Regions from separate parts of the Oryctolagus cuniculus genome. Here region 2 is linked to region 1. A link is a contact called in public Hi-C data. All regions are on one chromosome and are shown on one strand. Each heading gives the region's core, a stretch centred on a gene start, on an enhancer-like site or on the middle of the called end of the contact. The rest is flanking DNA. Distances are from core to core; before and after follow the strand shown.

Evidence for each region. Hi-C and Micro-C count contacts between places; a contact is called where the count stands out from the background.
Region 2: a Hi-C map of psoas muscle shows a contact between it and region 1, with 4 times the contacts expected there. The contact joins two enhancer-like sites. A contact is called at or near these places in 2 of 6 Hi-C or Micro-C datasets (ear pinna and psoas muscle).

The regions. Positions count from the first base shown.
Region 1 is chr10:19,501,111-19,504,456 of mOryCun1.1, forward strand. The region is part of intron 7 of ZNF532 (zinc finger protein 532); the gene reads right to left. Among named protein-coding and RNA genes, the nearest start is that of ZNF532, 84 kb to the right of the region's middle. Within about 2 kb of position 1,706, at least 2 of the 8 cell types and tissues checked have an H3K27ac peak or open chromatin away from gene starts, as enhancers often do.
Region 2 is chr10:19,667,507-19,670,852 of mOryCun1.1, forward strand. No RefSeq gene overlaps it. Among named protein-coding and RNA genes, the nearest start is that of ZNF532, 82 kb to the left of the region's middle. Within about 2 kb of position 1,470, at least 4 of the 8 cell types and tissues checked have an H3K27ac peak or open chromatin away from gene starts, as enhancers often do.

The DNA.
Region 1 (3,346 bases), core at 456-2,955:
GGACACTGGGGGGGGGGTCCCTGGAGCACGGGGAACCCCCATGTTAAGAAGTTAACACTGGGGCCAATGCTGTGCTGTAGAAAGTTAAGCCTCGGGGCCGGCGCTGTGGCGCAGCAAGTAAAGACACTGGCTGCAGTGCCAGCATCCCATATGGGTGCAGGTTCAAGTCCACTTCTGATCCAGCTCTCTGCTATGGCCTAGGAAAGCAGTAGAAGATGACCCAAGTCCTTGGGCCCCTGCACCCGTGTGGGAGACCTGGAAGAAGCTCCTGGCCCCTGGCTTTGGATCGGCTCAACTCCGGCCCTTGCGGCCAACTGGGTAGTGAACTAGCGGATGGAAGACCCCTCCCTCTCTGCCTCTCCTTCTCATTGTGTAACTCTTTCAAATAAGTAAATAAATCTTAAAAATAAAATAAAAAAAAGAAGTGGAGGGTGGCCCAAGTGCTTAGACCCCTGCACCCATGTGGGATACACGGAGGTAGCTCCTGGCTCCTGGCTTTGGCCTGGCCCAGCCCTGGCCATTGAGGCCATCTGGGGAGTGAACCAGTGGAGAGAAGACCTTTCTCTCTCTTTCCCCTCTTTCCTTCTCCCTCTCCCTGTTCTCCTTCCCTCCCCCTACCCCATAACTCTGCCTTTCAAATAAATAAATAAATAAACCTCTAAAAAAGAAAAGAAAAAAACCTCTCTGGCTACAGTGAGAACAATCATCCACACAAGAATTGACAGCTTCCTAAACAAAGGCTGCATCCATGAGAACAGCCAGCTGGCTGGACTGGTGGGGAATGCCTGGACGGCTGGGCCCAGGGAGCTGAGCAGAAGCAAGACAGCGCCGAGTCGAGTCAGACACCAAGGTTTGGCAAAAATGGTGGGCTCGGGGCGTGGGGCAATTTAGGTTCTTTGTTGAGCAGGCTTGGATTAACGCATCTTGAGTTATGTAAGAAGTCAAAGTGCTCAAGAAGTGGCTGGATTTTGGAGACTGGAATTCAGGCAAGAAACCACAGCTGGAGAGACAGAGCCACAGAGCCGGCCGGTATCTGCACACACCCTCCCATCTCTCAGGACGCGTCAGACACGGACTTGAACACTGTGCATGGCCGCAAGCATGCTCCTCGTGCAGTTAGGAGAGACTGCTAGAGGCAGACACTGAAGTCAAGACAGAAGCATGTCAGGAGGGCAGCCAGGTGCAGAGGCGCCGACAGCCAAAGTGGCGGCCGGGGAGGGGCGGGAGGGAAGCTGCTGCGACACTGAGCTGCCTTGGCTCTCTGAAGGGAACTCAGGCAAAGGACACGAGGGACAGAGCAGAGAAGGGAAGACCTGAAGCTGTGGTTTTAAAGGGAAGAGCCAGATATTCCGCCAGGAGGGAGGAGGGAGCAAGCCCAAGCATGCTGGCGGGTGGCTGTGGCAGGTGGAGGGTCCCGGGCTGACCCTGCTTCCTCACTCCCGGTCAACGCTGGGTGCGCTTCTTAGCATTTAAAGACACGTCTTTCCTTCCCTCCTCCTCCTCGGGCCCCTTACTTCACTCAGGAGGCCGAGTGAGCAGAACGAGAACTGTAACCTAATCTGAAGAGTCTCATTCCAGAAGGCAAGGTTGCCAACTCCTTCAAGGCGAGACCTACAATCCCACTGTGTCAAGCATTTCCTCTGGCGAACGGCTCCATCTGACTGAGGCACCTTGCGCGCACGCACGCACGCGTCCAGGCCGGAGCCGGCTCTATGGTTTCCGCAGTGCTGAGTTTCATCCTGCCAACACTTCTGTGGCACCGTCTCCTCCCCTCACAGTCTCTATCAAGGAAGCCTCAGATGAGCAGGGTGGAGGAAGCTGCTAGAGACCAGAACTCTGAAAAGTACCACAAGAGTTTCGGAGAGGAAGGACTGGGCAACACTGCTCCTGGAGAGCCACCCCGTATTTATCACGAACAGCGGAGGTGCTTGTAGAGAGGTCGCGAGCTGAGCTGAGGAAATCAGCAGTGTGCCACAAAGCCAAGGGTATTCTGCAACTGCTTTCCTAGGTAGTGTAAATAAATGAGGTCATACAGTGATGCTCAGAACACCCAGAGGACCTGGGTTACAGCAATCACAAACCTGTCGCTATGTACTCTACACAGGTCCACAAAGGATGATTAGCTTGTTCTACAGGCTTTTGCTACAGCAAGATGGCTGCCTTTGAAAACATCGTGTGCTTCAATCAATTACTCAGTCTTAGCATCACTCAAGTGGGATGAGCAGGTATTAGGTACCTCAGGATGTGATACACAAAGACTGACGGGGCCGGAGCTGTGGCATAGCGAGTTAAGCCACCGTCTGCAGTGCCAGCATCCCAGTGGGTGCCAGTTGGAGTCCCAGCTGCTCCTCTTCTGATCCAGCTCCCTTCTAATGCACCTGGGGAAGCAGCAGAAGACAGCCCCCGCCTTGGGCCCCTGCAGCCACATGTGACACCCAGAAGAAGCTCCTGGCTCCTGGCTTCAGTCTGGCCCAGCCCTGTGGCCATCTGGAAAGTGAACCAGTGGATGCAAGATATCTCTTTCTCTATTTCTGTTTCTTCTCCTCTCTGTAACTCTTTCAAATAAATAAATAAATCTTTAAAAAAAAAAAAAAAAAGACTGTGGTACTTACAACATATTATTATCTAAAAAAAAAATTCAACCTGAGTCTAACCAAACTTCTAGGAATTGAGACCCAGAGGAGCAAGTTAAGCAATGTCCAAAAGAAGCAAATCCAGTGAAGTGAGGAACAAGCTGGGAATAAACAACCCGACTTTCCCAACAAATTAACAGCATATTAAAGAAGAAAAAAAAAGGACTACAGGGCAGACTGCACAGGAGAAAAGATTACCAGGGCCAGACACTATGGTACAGTAGGGTTTGTCTCCACCTGGGACACCAGCATGCTACATGGACGCCGGTTTGAGTCCTGGCTGCTCCATTTCGACCCAGCTCCCCACTAATGTGCCTGGGAAAGCAGCAGCAGATGACCCAAGTGCCTGGGCCCCCGCACCATTGTGGGAAACCCAAATGGAGCTCCAGGCTCCAGGCTCCAGGCTGACCAGCCCTGGCCATTGCAGCTACTTGGGGAGTGAACCAGCAGATGAAAGAGCTTTTGCTCTCTCTCTCTCTCTCTCTGTCTCTTCCCCTCTCTTTGTAATTTTGCCTTTCAAATAAACAAACCTATAAAAAAAGAAGAAATTACTTAACAACCAAATAAATGAAAATGCAGTCTTTTTGGATCTTCAACAGAACAAACCAACTTTGAAACCCCCAGGAAAAGGCCAGCAGGGCCTAATATTGTGTCCCATATGGTACTGGGAAGCAGCTTGGCTAATTTTGTTAGGTCTAACAACAGATATTTCT
Region 2 (3,346 bases), core at 220-2,719, 170 kb after region 1:
TGGGGCAAAGGTCTAAGCACTCATTGGTGGAGACTTTTTTTTTAACTCATTAAGAGTGTTTTTTTTTTAATATTTATTTTATTTATTTGAAAGATAGGGGCTGGTGCTGTAGCATAATGGGTAAAGCCACCGCCTGCAGTGCCGGCATCCCATGGGGTGCTGGTTCAAGTCCTCGGCTGCTCCACTTCCGATCCAGCTCTCTGCTGTGGCCTGGGAAAGCAGTAGAAGATGGCCCAAGTCCTTGGGCCCCTGCACCCATGTGGGAGACTGGGAAGAAGCCCCTGGCTCCTGGCTTCCGATCAGCTCAGCTCTGGCCGTTGTGGCCATCTGGGGAGTGAACCAGAGGATGGAAGACCCCTCTCTCTCTCTGTCTCTGCTCTGTAACTCTGCCTTTCATATAAATAAATAAATCTTAAAAAAGAAAAGAAAAAGAAAGTGAGAGAGAGTTGGATCGGAAGTGGAGAAGCTGGGACTCGAACTGGCGTCCATATGGAATGCCAACACTGCAGGCGGAGGCTTTAATCTGCTACACCATGGCACCGGATCCTGCTGGAGACATTTCTAAGTTTCCAGATAAAAAGCTAAAAATGAAGAGAAAGCAAACAGAAACTGAGGGAGCAAGCCTCCATTTCCATCATTTCCTCGAGAAGTTGAGGGGGTTCAGCAAAGCGATGGGTCCACACAGGGTCACTCTGCTGCTGTTTGTCACCGCGTGTAACTGCTTGGAGGGCACAGAAGCCACTGAACGTGCAAGTCGGGGACGCCAGCTCTTAGATTAGGTCCATCCGGTTACCCTCAATGATCACACAAAGCCCTTGGAAATAAAGCGCAACGATCTAGAACATTTTGAAGCGTTTTGTTGCAGTAATGTGTATGCCTTCCTGGTTTGGTCTTTGCCTGCTTCCATGGGCAAAAGCCACTGGGGCTTGAGACGGTTGGTCAGGCTCTACCCTGCTCACAGATGTAGCAAGAGAGTCTAAGTTGATGAGCCATCGTTAACAACCTAGAACTGTCACAACTGCGCTTGTTCTTAGGATGGCGATGGCTGAGCTCCGGGAATGGCGCGGTGACTGAGAAGCCAGTCTTCCTCGTGCGAGTGGCGTTGGATTGCTCACCGCTGCTTCCCGGACGTCGGCTCTGAACCCTTTCTCAGCGGGTGTTTGCTCATCTCTAAGTGTGCAGCAGTGGCATCTTACCCAGGGTTATTATCGGAACTGAACGACATAATGCATGCTTTGTGCTTGGCACGGAACGGCGACTGCTCTTACTGCTGCCGGTTTGGGGCTTGCTCCCGGCACCCTGTTCCTCTCTGAGCCAGCCAGCGCCCAGGCACCGCACTGCTTTGCTTTGGCGTCTGTGACTGGAGCTCCTCTGTCCTGCGCATGATGCAATCCAAGACGGCTCACCTCAGTGTCTCCTTGCCACACAGAAGGGAGGAAAGGGGAGAGGAGGCGGGGGGAGGTGCTTCCGCCTTCTGTAAGGAGGGTCTGCTCTTCCCATTTGCTCCCAGGAATCGGCCACATAGCCACACCCAAGCACAAGGGATTCTGGGAACTGTAGTCTTCCAGCTAAAAATGGATGGTTCTGTTCCTGAAGAAGATGGAATTTGGAGTGTCCCTATTGCATTGCAGTGTCATGTGGGCCGCACAGAGAGTTCTGGAAGGATTCAGAATCTGCTGCAGGCACCTCAGACCAGGGTGCAGGGGTGCTGAGCACAGTGCCTGCTGGCTGACATATTTTTGCAAACACGGAAGGCGTGGAGGGGAACTGCCCACATCAGGGCCAGGGAGGGACAGGTCGTAGTGGAGGTGGGGCATTAGACAGCCGAGCCCCCTGGCACCACAGGCTGCAGACACTGGCCAGAGAACACGCCCCCTACAGGCTAGCTTTGTGCCTGGCATGGAGTGCCAATTCAATGGCCCAGGGTTTCGGTTGTTGAGGGAGAAGTCAGGGCAAGGCGGGAAGCGGGGAGCAGGCTTGTGCCAGGCAGAAGGCAGGCAGGACCTGGACAGCAGATGGTCGCCTCTGTCCGTGCTGGGCCATGGCCCAGCTTCCTTACGTGCCCCAGGGAGGGAGGCTGTGCCCTGGGACAGGGGAGCTGTGGGCCTGGGTTCTAATTGCCTCTGACATCTACAAGTTCTTTGAGCCAGGGGTGGCGCAGTGGGTTAAGCCGGCACTTGTGACACCATTATCCCATACTTGAGTGCTTGCTTGAGTCCCAGTCACTCCAGTTCTGTTTCAGTTCCCTGCTAACACCCCTGGGAAGGCAGCTGAGGCTGCTCCAAGTGCTAGGGCCCCTGCCACCCACACGGGAGGCCTGGGTGGGGCTCCAGGCTTCTGACTTTGTCCCGGACCAGCCCTGGCTGTTGCGGCTTCTTGGGGAACAAACTAGCAGATGGAAGATCTCTTTCTCACTCTGCCTTTCAAATAAATGAAGAAGTCTTAGAGAAAGTTACTTGAGCCTGCTTGAACTTTGGCTTCTGTGTCTCTAAGATGGTGGTGGTATCACTCACCTACCGGTGCTGAGTGTTGATGAGCTCCCATCAGAAAGAGTCCCGAGTGCAGCGCTCCTTAGGACAAAGGCTGTCGGCTCAGGCAATGGCGCTTTCTTCTCTGATCCGGCCTTACTGTACCCGGGAACGGGGGGTGCATGCAGCAGGGGCTCAGGAAACACGCACGGACCCATCACTGAGTCGGTGTGGAATGGGCACACACACTTGCTGGGGCATTGGGTTCCTCTGGCACCTGTCACCAACCATCATGGACTTGTTGGCTTCAGACAGCACACGCGTGCTCCCGCACACCTCCGGAGGGCAGCCCGGGAGGGAACGTGTTCCCATCCTAAACGCTGTAGCCCTGGAGCCAACCCTTCCAGGGCGAGGATGGAGGGAAGCTGCGGCCCCAGGGGAACAGGCAGGCCGGGAGCTGTCGCGGCCTCCGTGCTGACCCAAGGGGCCACTTTCCCCTTCTGTGGTTTCTGTGAAGTGTCCCCCACAGGGGCCATCGCAGCCACACCATCAGGAGAGGGAGCAGCCACGCACGTGGCACTCCCAGGGTGCGGGTGGCAGTTCCTCCTGCCAGAGTTCTGCAACGCCTTCACTGCCTCAGGGAGAAAAGTCTTCATGAGGGGGAGTGACAGCAAGGACTCTGCCAGGGTGCAGACAAGAAGACTCCTCCCCTGGGGCCGGCGCTGTGCTGTGAGAGGCTAAGCCGCCGCCTGCAGTGCCGACATTCCATATGGGCGCTGGTTCGAGTCGGCTGCTCCACTTCTGGTCCAGCACCCTTGCTGATGGCCTGGGGAAGCAATGGAAGATGGCCCAGTGCTTGGGCCCCTACTCCTATGTGG